4 separate regions of the Mus musculus genome follow, and regions 2, 3 and 4 are each linked to region 1. A link is a contact called in public promoter capture Hi-C data. All regions are on one chromosome and are shown on one strand. The core of a region is the stretch at or near the end of the contact, and the rest is flanking DNA. Distances in the headings are between cores, read along the strand shown. Region 1 holds the start of Gde1 (glycerophosphodiester phosphodiesterase 1). Region 2 holds the start of 1700003G18Rik (RIKEN cDNA 1700003G18 gene). Region 3 holds the start of Mettl9 (methyltransferase like 9). Region 4 holds the start of Nucb2 (nucleobindin 2).

Region 1 (2,513 bases), core at 10-2,509:
GCAGCCAGTACTCCCAATCATTGAGTCAGCTCTCCAGCCCAATAAATGAGATTTAAGGTGGCTTTCTGGGCACACTGAGAAGAGCCACAATCCTTAAGATAAAACCATGATTCACAAAGGTCCCACAAGGAGGTGAACGCATCTTTACTGTCAACGAGATTCCTAGCAAATTGCAGGCTTGCAGATGGAAAAGGAGAAAAGCCATATATTAGACCTTTAGATTTGTTGCTATTTGAACATTCTAACTTGAAGCATCTCCATATAAAAGGAATGTGGGCTACCCATGCAGGAATTCTTGATGCTTAAAGTCAAGAGGCTTTAACCACACTTCTAGTAAGAGCTCTTTTTCCTTCCCACGGTCCCTTAATTTTCCTTGTCTTGTTATCGTGCTCAATACTACTTCCCGCAAGGGGAAGGTACTTTCACTAAATGCAGACATGTGTCCTGGTGGAAACAGCCCTTGCAAGAATGAAGATATTCCAAAGAGACATTTGTAAGTCACCCTTCTTGATATTATTTTGAGGCATGGACCGCAGGAAATTGGAATTTCCTTAGGAGTCTGATTTTGAGAGAAGGAAAGGGCTTAGAGCCTGTGTCCAGCCTGGAAAAAAATGTATCTTTTCTGTAAGTTCAAAGGGTTCTGAAGGTCCCGGACCTTTCTGAACAGACTGGAACTAAGTGGTCAATGATGGGCGGGGCTTCTTAGCCAAGCATGCCTCTTGCCCTCTATTTAAACCTAAACCTCCCGTCAGAACCCTGAAAACGGACTTGTGGGTGTGCTTTACTAGATTTCTTCCCGGTGTGTCCATTTCTCTGCTTTTTACTTTTTTTTTTGTTTGGTTCATGGAGCGTAACTTATTACAGCTCCAGGGTAAGCCTGGCTCATTACAGGCCCTGTCTCTGACCCAGAAGAACTCTGGAAACACTACTGGCACATTTTGAATAAGCAGGTTAAACATCCTGTTCCTTTTAAAGTCAAAGCCTTTAGTTTCCTCGAGGTCAGATACAAGGTCACTAAGAAACTTTGACCGTGTCACCCTCCTTCCACTAAGTCTGAAGGACAGGGTCTAAGTCTTGTCCTCACTTTACATAACCCGAAGCGCCCTTGGAACCCAGGCCTGGGGCAAGGGCCTGCTCCTGTTGCCATGACAGCGGTTCCGGCCCCCCAACGCCGAAGCTCCGGGACTCTGATTGGCTGGAGGGCGGGCTCTTTCTCGAGATGGGTCCGTCGGCGCCATTGTGCAGCGCTGCTCCCAGCGGAGGGTTCCGGCTGTGGCCAGTACCTCGGCGTCTACGCGTCGCCCGGCAGGTCCGGGGCTCCGGTCCGTGCCGGTGCAGGCGCCGGCATGTGGCTGTGGGAGGACCAGGGCGGCCTCCTGGGCCCCTTCTCCTTCGTGCTGGTGCTGCTGCTGGTGGTGACACGCAGCCCCTTCAACGCCTGCGTGCTCACCGGCAGCCTCTACATCCTGCTGCGGTTCTTCAGCTTCGAGCCGGTGCCGTCCCGCCGGGCCCTGCAGGTGCTCAAGCCCCGTGACCGCGTGTCCGCCATCGCCCATCGCGGCGGCAGCCACGACGCGCCCGAGAACACGCTGGCGGCCATCCGGCAGGTGAGCCCCGCGCACGCCTCGGGCCTGCTCCGCCGCTGACATCTCTTCTTCTCCTCCCGGCTCCGCATCCCTCCCCACTTCAGCTATTTCTAGAATTCCGCGGGTAATTGTAAGACTTGGTATGTGCCAGACGCTGGGATGGCAGCCAGGCACGACTCCTTTGACAGGGCTTTCATCTGGGTTGGGAGAGATAACATATGAGGCTACTTTAGGGTGGGGCAGTGCATTATGTAGCAGTAGTTTTCTATGAACTAGATATTTGTGAACTGTGAACTAGAATTACAAGGTTGGAATCAGTGGGAAGTGTTCCAGGATGCCGATGGCAAGTGCAAAGGGCCTGAGGTGAGGTTTATGTTGGAGTGGTAAGGTAGCAACACAACACAACAGGCTTATATGTGGTGCTGGCTTCGAGGAGCAGAACAAACTCTAGTGTATGGATGAATTAAGATATGAACTAGGTCAAATGGGTTCTTGTTAGTAAATGGGATTTCTCTCTTTTTTTCGAGACAGGGTTTCTCTGTAGTCCACTCCTTGAACTTATCAGACTGGCCTCAACTCAGATCCACCTGCCTGGTGGGGTTAAAGTGCTGGGACTAAAGACACCCACCACCACCAACTAGCAAGATATTCTTAATCACCCTTATCACAGGGTGTATTTCTGTCCTCTGTATTACTTGGATATTATCTTTATGGCCTCTTTCCAAATACACCTTCATCATAGTCGTCAACCCTGGCAGCCAGACTCCTCTGTCAATATTTGCTTCCCCTTTCCATAAGGCACCCAGGAGAATTTTAATAGCCCTTTGCCCTTGGAAGCCTTCTGTTTTCAGATTAATGTCAGCTTGTATGGCAAGAGCATTTCAGTGGATTATGGACTTCAGTGCACTACAGTCAGCCTTCATACGT
Region 2 (2,513 bases), core at 6-2,505, 2.6 Mb after region 1:
CTTATGAAAGATGTCAAACTGCACTAAAAGTTACAATTCTGAAGCTGACAGTGTATGAATAAGCGAGACCAGCTTTCATCTGTCTCAAAGATGACTTCCTCATGTCCCCTTCCCACCAACTTCCCCATCAATGTTTCCAAGGGATTTCATTATAGAAGAACCTAATTTTACAAGTTACCTGCAGTTTCTAAACACTATGCTAGAGCTAAGACAAATATAAGCATCCTCTTTATTAATCTTCAATTCCAGTATCTGGCATTGTAGTCAGTACTGAACAGGTTAATAAGGGACAGTTTATTATTTAAACTGATGAGCTGAAGGCATGAGAGGGCAGGAAAAAGGTATCTGACATCAAAATGCGCTTCTGGGTCTCACTCCCTCTGACCTCGCCATTATTCCATCCCCAAACTGTCTACCACAATCTTCGGCTTAATATTGGTCTCTGTTTATTAAGAATGGTGTAGTTAGGGCAGCAATTACCAGTACACTGCAAAAAAGGATTCGGGCTGGAAAATTTGTCCAAATGTGACTGAACATTTCGCGATTGCCAGAGGAGCGTTTTAGACCAATGTCAGGACTATGACATATCTATCCTGAAATGACTAAGAAATGAGCTTCACCGGTTTCCCAAAACGCAAAGACATCTCGATTAAGCTCTTTTTCCTTTTCGACCCTTCTCAGGATTTCCTTCCTCAACCCCCGTTCCTACGCAGGTCTCTGTATCTCAGCTCAGGGCCTCTTCAATCCTTCAGATTCTAGTAGGAAAAGGAAGACATCCCTCGTTGCGCCCCCTTCCTTCGGGCGCTTCTTCCTCCATCCACCCTTCCCGGCCTACCCCAGCCTTCACTAGGCCTCAACCCTCATCCATTGTTATTTACATCGTCGTCGGGGGAGGCTGAACGTTTCACCCCGTGCGGGTGAGACTCCCGGGCAGCACTCATCGTAGCTGGGATCCTGACGGGGATATGCCAAACACACTCGCAGTTCTCCTCAAACGCGACACCAGCAGCCCTCACCCAGCCGCCGGACCAAGCAGCGCCACTCCAGAACGCAGAGCCCCCTCCGGCCCTTCACCGCTACAGTCGTCACTGCTGCGGCCGCTCGTCACCCTGGAGCACACCGGGAGTTGTAGTTTTTTTGGACTCACTCTTTACTGGCCTGACTAAGCCGTCTTCAGTGACTTAAACTACATTTCCCAGGAGGCCGAGCGAAGCATCTCGCGCGGCGTGGCGGGAGAGCCCTCGGAGGCTACGCTTTCTTCGGCGTGTAGAGGGAGCTTTCCCGTGGATGGGTATGGTGGTGATCGTTGGCGGAGAGCTTCGTTGCCACAGACAGACCTAGAGTGGGTTTTCGCCTTTTTGTGTGTGTGAGGTTCTGCCCTGTTAGTAAACACATTCATCATAGTTAAACACATAGACTTAAGTGTAATGTTTGAGGCTTTTTGAATACAAGTTCTCGGCCCAAGACAAAAACCTAAAACATGGCTTCTTCCCCCAGCCTAATGTGTGGTCTCTACTGCTCACACGGGATATTCTAACGTCTTCATTCTCTTCCTTTCCTTCCTTCCTTTCTTTTCTTACTGAATAGAGTTCAGTGTGAAGCTGAAGGCTTGTTAATTGGCTGTTTTGTTTTTCGTTTTTTTTCTAAACAGCTCCACCCCTCAGGAATTGTGGACCGTTTTCCACTGGGCTTAGTGTATTCTAGATAAGAGTGACCCAACTCTCTGATCCCTTTTTAAGGTAGATATTATTTGAAACTTCATCGACTGAAGTCTGTCTGCCAAAAAAAAATCCTGTATCTTTATTATTTTTCTTGGGGTGGGGGTGGGGGGTAAGTTTCCTATATAATAAACCCCTTTAAAGTTACAATACAGTAGCAGTCTCAACCTGTTTCAACTGTCTCCTCAGTCTAGTTGCAAGAGACCACCCCCACCCCGCCCCCTTAGGATGGATACATTCGCTGCCCTTCCCATTTGCAATCTTGTTTCTAGTTCCCTTTTCCTCATTTCCCTGCTCCCTTTCCAGCCCCAACTAAGCTTCCTGCAAGATCTTGTAGTCCAGTGTTCAGATACTGAAGATAAACTTCTGTATGTTATAGCTGAATTTGCATCCACAGGTGAACCTGACATACTGTCAGGATGACTTTCTTGCCCTTACTCATTCTGAAGACTTCCAGCCTTGATTTTTAAAAAGATTTTTTTTTCAAGTATAAACAAATAGTATGACAACAGTACATGGCTAGTCTTAAGTCCCCATACCGAGTGGTCTATGAGACACCTGTCAGTGTCTGTGCTCAGCAGTTACTCTAGTTGAACTACATTTCAGATGACGATGAACCACTGATAGAACTGTGCCCAAAGTGAAACCTGACTATGCCTGTGAACCTAGTGTCTGGGAGGTGGTGAAGGAAGATAAGAAATTCAAGATCATCCTCTTCTAAGTAATGTGTGGTTTGTCAGCCGAGTCTATAGTAAGACCTCCTCTCAAAATAAAAATAAAAAATAAAAATAAAAT
Region 3 (2,513 bases), core at 6-2,505, 2.3 Mb before region 1:
CCGGTAGAACCCCCACGGCTCACAATCCATTCATTAGCTACAAGAATTCACTGCTGAACAGTTCAGATTTTTTAAACCTCTCCGTTTAAAGCTTGCATCATCTTCCTCCTCATCCCAACCTCTCTGGTCAGCTCACTAAACCCAAGTTGAAAGGACACGTCTCATAGGCAGAGGGGGAGGAGAGTTCCTAGGCTGGGAGCCCAGACCTGTCAAACACATTTTTTTAAGTGCTTCGGGGAAATGTCAGCCGAAATGTTCACGAGGCCCAGTTTAATGTCTTTAGAACCCTTTGTATATCCAGAGATTCGGCCAGACAAAAAGAGACCGGCTTTCGGTTTTGTCCCTCGGGGGGGTAGAGGAAGGCTGGCTGGGTGAGAGCTGGGGCAGTTTTCTGCTCAGGCCCCAGTGCCAGTTGGGTGGCCCTACCCAAAGTTGCTCGGGTCCTGAGGGCGGACGCGGACGCCGCCGCCGGCCTGGGAACAATGCGGGGCTTCGGGGCGCCCACGCTGGGGCCCGGGGAGCCAGGCAGCAAAGGCTGTCCCCCGCCCGCGCCGCCGAACAAAAGGCGCCGTGGGGCCAGCGCCCGGGCCGGGAAAAGTTTGTGAGAGGCCGGGGCCGAGGCCCGAGCGCGCCGCCCCGCACAATGGCCCGGCCGAGCGCGGGAAGGCCGAGCGCCCCGCCGCGCCGCGCCACGCCCCCGCTCCGCAGGGCTGCGGCCCAGTACCTGGTGCGTGTCCTTCCCGCCGCCCGCGGCCGCCGCTGGCCCGCCGGGGCCGCTAGTCATGTTCACGTACAGGGAGCGGGAGAGCGGGCTCCGCAGCGTCCACATCCTCCGCGCCAGCCACACGGACGCCAGGCTCAGGCACAGCCAGCCCGCCAACAGTCTCATCGGGGGGCCGCGGCCGCCAGCTCGGATCACCGCCGGGCCCAAGCCCAGGAGGAGGAGGAGGAGGAGCCGCCGCCTCCGGCCACCGTCGTCGCCGCCGGAGCTCGAGCCATCGCCGCCAAGTCGCCCGTGCAGCCCCCTTCGGGGCCGAGGCAGAGGGAGGGGGAGATGGCGCGGGAGGGGGGGCGGGGGAGGAGCGGCAGGCGCGCGGCCTTCTCACGTCCCCCGCGGCCCTTCCCAGCCCGGAACGCCAACGACTCCAGGTCGTGTTTCCACCCGGTGCACGTACAAACGCAGGAGGGGCGTCCTCCCTGCCCAATGAGCGGAGACCGGGAGGCCCGGGAGTTGGGAGAGAGGGCGTGCACGTCCTCCGTGGCGCCGCCTGGACTCATAATGGCGGAAGATCCGGGGGAGACTTCCTAAAGGGGCTACTAGAGTCTGGCCCCTCCGAGGAGGGGTCTGCAGGACTTCCGGGCTTGTCTTGCCTTAGTAACTACCCTGTGGGCCCCTCGATTACACCTTTGACCTAATTGTTCCCATTGACACAGACCCAGGTTTATTCGATAGACCCGCGCTGCCCTTCTTGCTACAGTCTTGACCGTCTATTTAATAATTTCCATCTGGGGTCAGCGAACCTGACTCCCAACTCCAAAAGCCACCCGATAGCTGCAAAGCAGAGAATCGAGGGGGAAAGAATCCCACCGCCACTCCCAGTCCCGGTGTTCCCAAGCCTGAGAAGCGGCTGTCACAGGTCTAGTGAAGCCCTCATGAGTGAAAGCTCTGCCTTTGTTGGAAACTGTTGCTCCTGGAGCACTCAACGAAATGTGATGGAAAATAGCATCTGCTGGACAACGAAGGCCACAAGTTAGTCCTGGCTGCCATGTTTCCTTGCAAGTTAGTCCTGGCTGCCATGTTTTCTCAAGCTGATAGAAGTTGGACCAGACATTCTTAAAATGTGCTCGGTCTGGGGAGATTTAGCCAGATATTTCTTAGATCATTTATAGCAGGAAGAAGCCCAATGTTTCTAAAATGAGGGTCATGAGATGTCGTTGTGTCTCAACTGTTGCTACTAAGCTACAGCATATTTCCTAGCCCAGCTACTCACACCTTCCTAGGTTTGTTAGAATATGCTTTTCATTTGACAGCGACAGATTCTGTACATTAATTTTAAATTAATTATAAAACAAATTTATCTTTACGTTAATTTCATCACACTACACTGAAGAGATTTCCGTTTATGAAATAATGACCCCTGGATGAGAAATGGCATTCCTTATCACAAACTCCTTAGGTGTTAAAGTATCTATTTACCATCTTTCGTTAATAAGAATATTTTGTTACCTAATGTGCATAGAATATAACAAAATACTTTGTCTTCTCTCATTCTGGTATATTCCCTGACATCTCTCCAAGTTGGGTGTTAAACCCAAGACTATACCTTACTAAATTGAGCTCAACTTTCTAGAAGTACTGGTCCAACATACTTAAAAGAAGCTATAATAGTGAATGTAAATGACTGTATTATGTCCCCTCTTTGAGTTCCAATAAAGCTCTTCTGTATCAAACCAGAGTCTTCACCTTTTTAAGTAAAGAGGAGATACAACAAGAGTGCATAAACGGGCATATT
Region 4 (2,513 bases), core at 5-2,504, 2.2 Mb after region 1:
GTGAGGGAAAACTCCTGATACAATTTCTAAGATAAAATAATCTGAGCATTACTCAAGTCCAGTTTCTTAACAAAACCAGCCAGGGAAGACCTTAAGAAGCAATTTAAATAGCCAAAGGCTCCCTGGTCCAAATGCCTGGTAGAATACTATCACCTCTTGACAATTCTTTGGGACAATCATCTCAACATTTTAAGCTTTCCTGTAGGGAAATCCCAAAATTAACTGTAACTCACTATAACAAATATTTTCATTTAAGCCCCGTATCCTCCTGCCTCAGGCTCCCCTAACAGCTGATATTGTGTGAGTCACCACTTTCCTGCCTTTTGTCAAAATCAGGATGATTGGGGAGGGGGATAAAATGTATATTATTTATCCACAGTTTCTTAAATAAGAAACTTAGATGATAGCACTCGGCATTCAATTGTGTAAAAGGTACATTAACCCGTGTAAAAGGTATAAATTATCAGAACAAGGGTTCCTGTTCATTTTCATTCTCTTCCCCTCCACCCCTTTCTGATTTTGCAAAATAACTGTCTGGTAAGACTGCTGTCTGTATCAACCACAATAACCACACCAGCCCACGGAGGTAACATTCAGCAGGTGCAACAAGAAAGTAACATCTTTCTCTTCCCCCTAAATCAAAATGTATCCTCTTTCACCTAATTTGTCACTTTGGGGCAAACGATACTACAGCTGGCAGGAACTTTCTCCTTAGTGGCAGATGCTGGTTTCACATACCCCGGGGAAGAGCTGTGTTCCTGGGCCTAGCTTTGCTCCACAACTGGAGGGGGGCGGGGGGGCGCGGAGCATCAGCCGGGAATCGATAGGTCCAGAGACCTCACCAGTGGGCGAGCCCCTCGCCCACGTACCCCGCCCCAGTCTGGGTCCAGCACCTACTCTGCCTGCTCGTGCTACCCACCCGGAAGAAAAGCTCAAGCGCTCTGTAGCTAGAAGAGTGGTGGAGTGGACCCGACGCCTCCGGCTTCAGCTGGGAGACCCTCCCCAACCTTGCCCGCCCAGAACTCGGCCCTCCATGCCCACAACCATGGGCAGGGCAAGAACAGACCTGCGCCCTCTCTTCTGTGACCCGTCCAGCCTCCTCGAGGCTGGGATCTACACCCTGCTCCGCGCCACTGACCTTCTCTGCAGGGTCCCGGCGCGCGAGGCTAAGCCGACTGATGCCCGCCGCGAGCACACCAGTTTTCCCTGCCCACGGCCCTCCGCCTTGCTCTGATCCACAGCCTAATGCGTGCCCGCCTCCTGGTTGCCATGGTGACTGCCTCCTCCCCCCACAGCCGCTAATTGGTCCAGCTCCGGATCGCGGAGGACTCCTATTGGTGAACTGGTCCAGGGACGCGCCTACGCGAAGGCGCTTCTGGAAGAACTAGCCAAGAGGGACGTGGCGCTCTCCGAAGCGTGAGGAAGCCGCGCCTCTTCCTTCCCTTGCTGTCTTAGACTAGCTCTTAGTGCATGGCTTAGTAGGGTGAAGTGATGCCCGGGGATCCCCCACAAAATCTTAGGGTTTGCCAGGTTCTTGGTCTCTGGCATGAGCCTGCAGCGCCCACAGTGGTGGAGAAAAAAGTGGTAGCCCTCTTGTGAGTCTTGGAGAGCCTCTTTCCTGCAGGGACTCAGACTGGTATTTAACGTACCCCCACCCTCCTTATCGTGGTCCCTGAGTCCCTGTGACTTAATAGCATTTACCTCTCAGATACAGATTTTTCTTCTCTCTGCCCCGTGGAGTCAAGACATCTTCAACACATTTAACATTAACAACATTTTAACCGTGGGGCATTTTGTACGTGCTTGGAGGGTAGAAAAGCTTTAGAGCCTTGGAGCTGGTTTTGAAGCGTGAGTGCCAGTTACTCGCACCTGACTGATTTTTAGGGTGTTTTGTTTTGTTTTGTTTTGTTTTGTTTTGTTTTTCAACCCAAAGAAAAAGGTCCTAGGTTGTGTACTGACTGGCTGGTCTCCTTGCTGCAACGAAAAATACTAAGAAAAGCAGTTAAAGAAGGAAGAGGGGTTTGGTTTGGTTTGGTTTGGTTTGGTTTGGTTTGGTTTGGTTTGGTTTGGTTTTGGGGTTTTGCTTGTTTGTTTTGCTCACAGTTTAAGGGTGTGCTTCAGTACAGCAGTAGAAGAAGCTTGAGGCAGCTGGCACAAGGTATCAGGAAGCAGAGAGAGACACACGAATGCTGGCACTTAGCACTCTCGCTCGCTCGCTCTCTGTCTCATTCTCTCTATCTCTAGTTGGTTGAATCTACAAACGAAGAACCCACAGATCCAGGGGAGGGTAGACTGCAATGGAAACCACTGTTAGCAAGACACAACGTGGGTTAATGGCTGTGTGCACCATTAGAGATCAGACTTCTCTCTTGCAACACTCAACTTTTCTAACCCATCCTAAAGAAGGTATCAGAGCACTATGCTTCCATTTCCTTGTGTATAAAATGGGGTCAGTAACAGCCACACACACACACACACACACACACACACACACACACACACACTTACAGTCT

The links. Promoter capture Hi-C pulls out the DNA fragments that hold promoters and counts their contacts.
Region 2: a contact with region 1 is called in a promoter capture Hi-C map of pre-B cells, with 9 times the contacts expected there. The contact joins the promoter of 1700003G18Rik here to the promoter of Gde1 in region 1. A contact is called at or near these places in 2 of 39 promoter capture datasets (liver and pre-B cells) and 1 of 9 other capture datasets (liver).
Region 3: a contact with region 1 is called in a promoter capture Hi-C map of pre-B cells, with 3 times the contacts expected there. The contact joins the promoter of Mettl9 here to the promoter of Gde1 in region 1. A contact is called at or near these places in 5 of 39 promoter capture datasets (the C10 cell line, hippocampal neurons, liver and 2 more), 1 of 484 Hi-C or Micro-C datasets (CD8 T cells) and 1 of 9 other capture datasets (liver).
Region 4: a contact with region 1 is called in a promoter capture Hi-C map of pre-B cells, with 5 times the contacts expected there. The contact joins the promoter of Nucb2 here to the promoter of Gde1 in region 1. A contact is called at or near these places in 2 of 39 promoter capture datasets (neutrophils and pre-B cells) and 1 of 115 datasets of contacts at active chromatin or transcription factors (astrocytes).

What each region holds. Positions count from the first base shown.
Region 1 is chr7:118,704,484-118,706,996 of GRCm38.p6, reverse strand. It overlaps Gde1 (glycerophosphodiester phosphodiesterase 1), which reads left to right and starts at 1,259. Exons shown (of 6, transcript NM_019580.4): 1 at 1,259-1,607. The coding sequence starts at 1,347.
Region 2 is chr7:116,091,891-116,094,403 of GRCm38.p6, reverse strand. 1700003G18Rik (RIKEN cDNA 1700003G18 gene) reads left to right here and starts at 1,255. Exons shown (of 4, transcript NR_029433.1): 1 at 1,255-1,342. It overlaps 1110004F10Rik (RIKEN cDNA 1110004F10 gene), which reads right to left and starts at 1,024. Exons shown (of 5, transcript NM_019772.2): 1 at 879-1,024. The coding sequence starts at 941.
Region 3 is chr7:121,033,187-121,035,699 of GRCm38.p6, reverse strand. Mettl9 (methyltransferase like 9) reads right to left here and starts at 1,255. Exons shown (of 5, transcript NM_021554.2): 1 at 725-1,255. The coding sequence starts at 889.
Region 4 is chr7:116,503,110-116,505,622 of GRCm38.p6, reverse strand. Nucb2 (nucleobindin 2) reads right to left here and starts at 1,254. Exons shown (of 14, transcript NM_001130479.2): 1 at 1,139-1,254.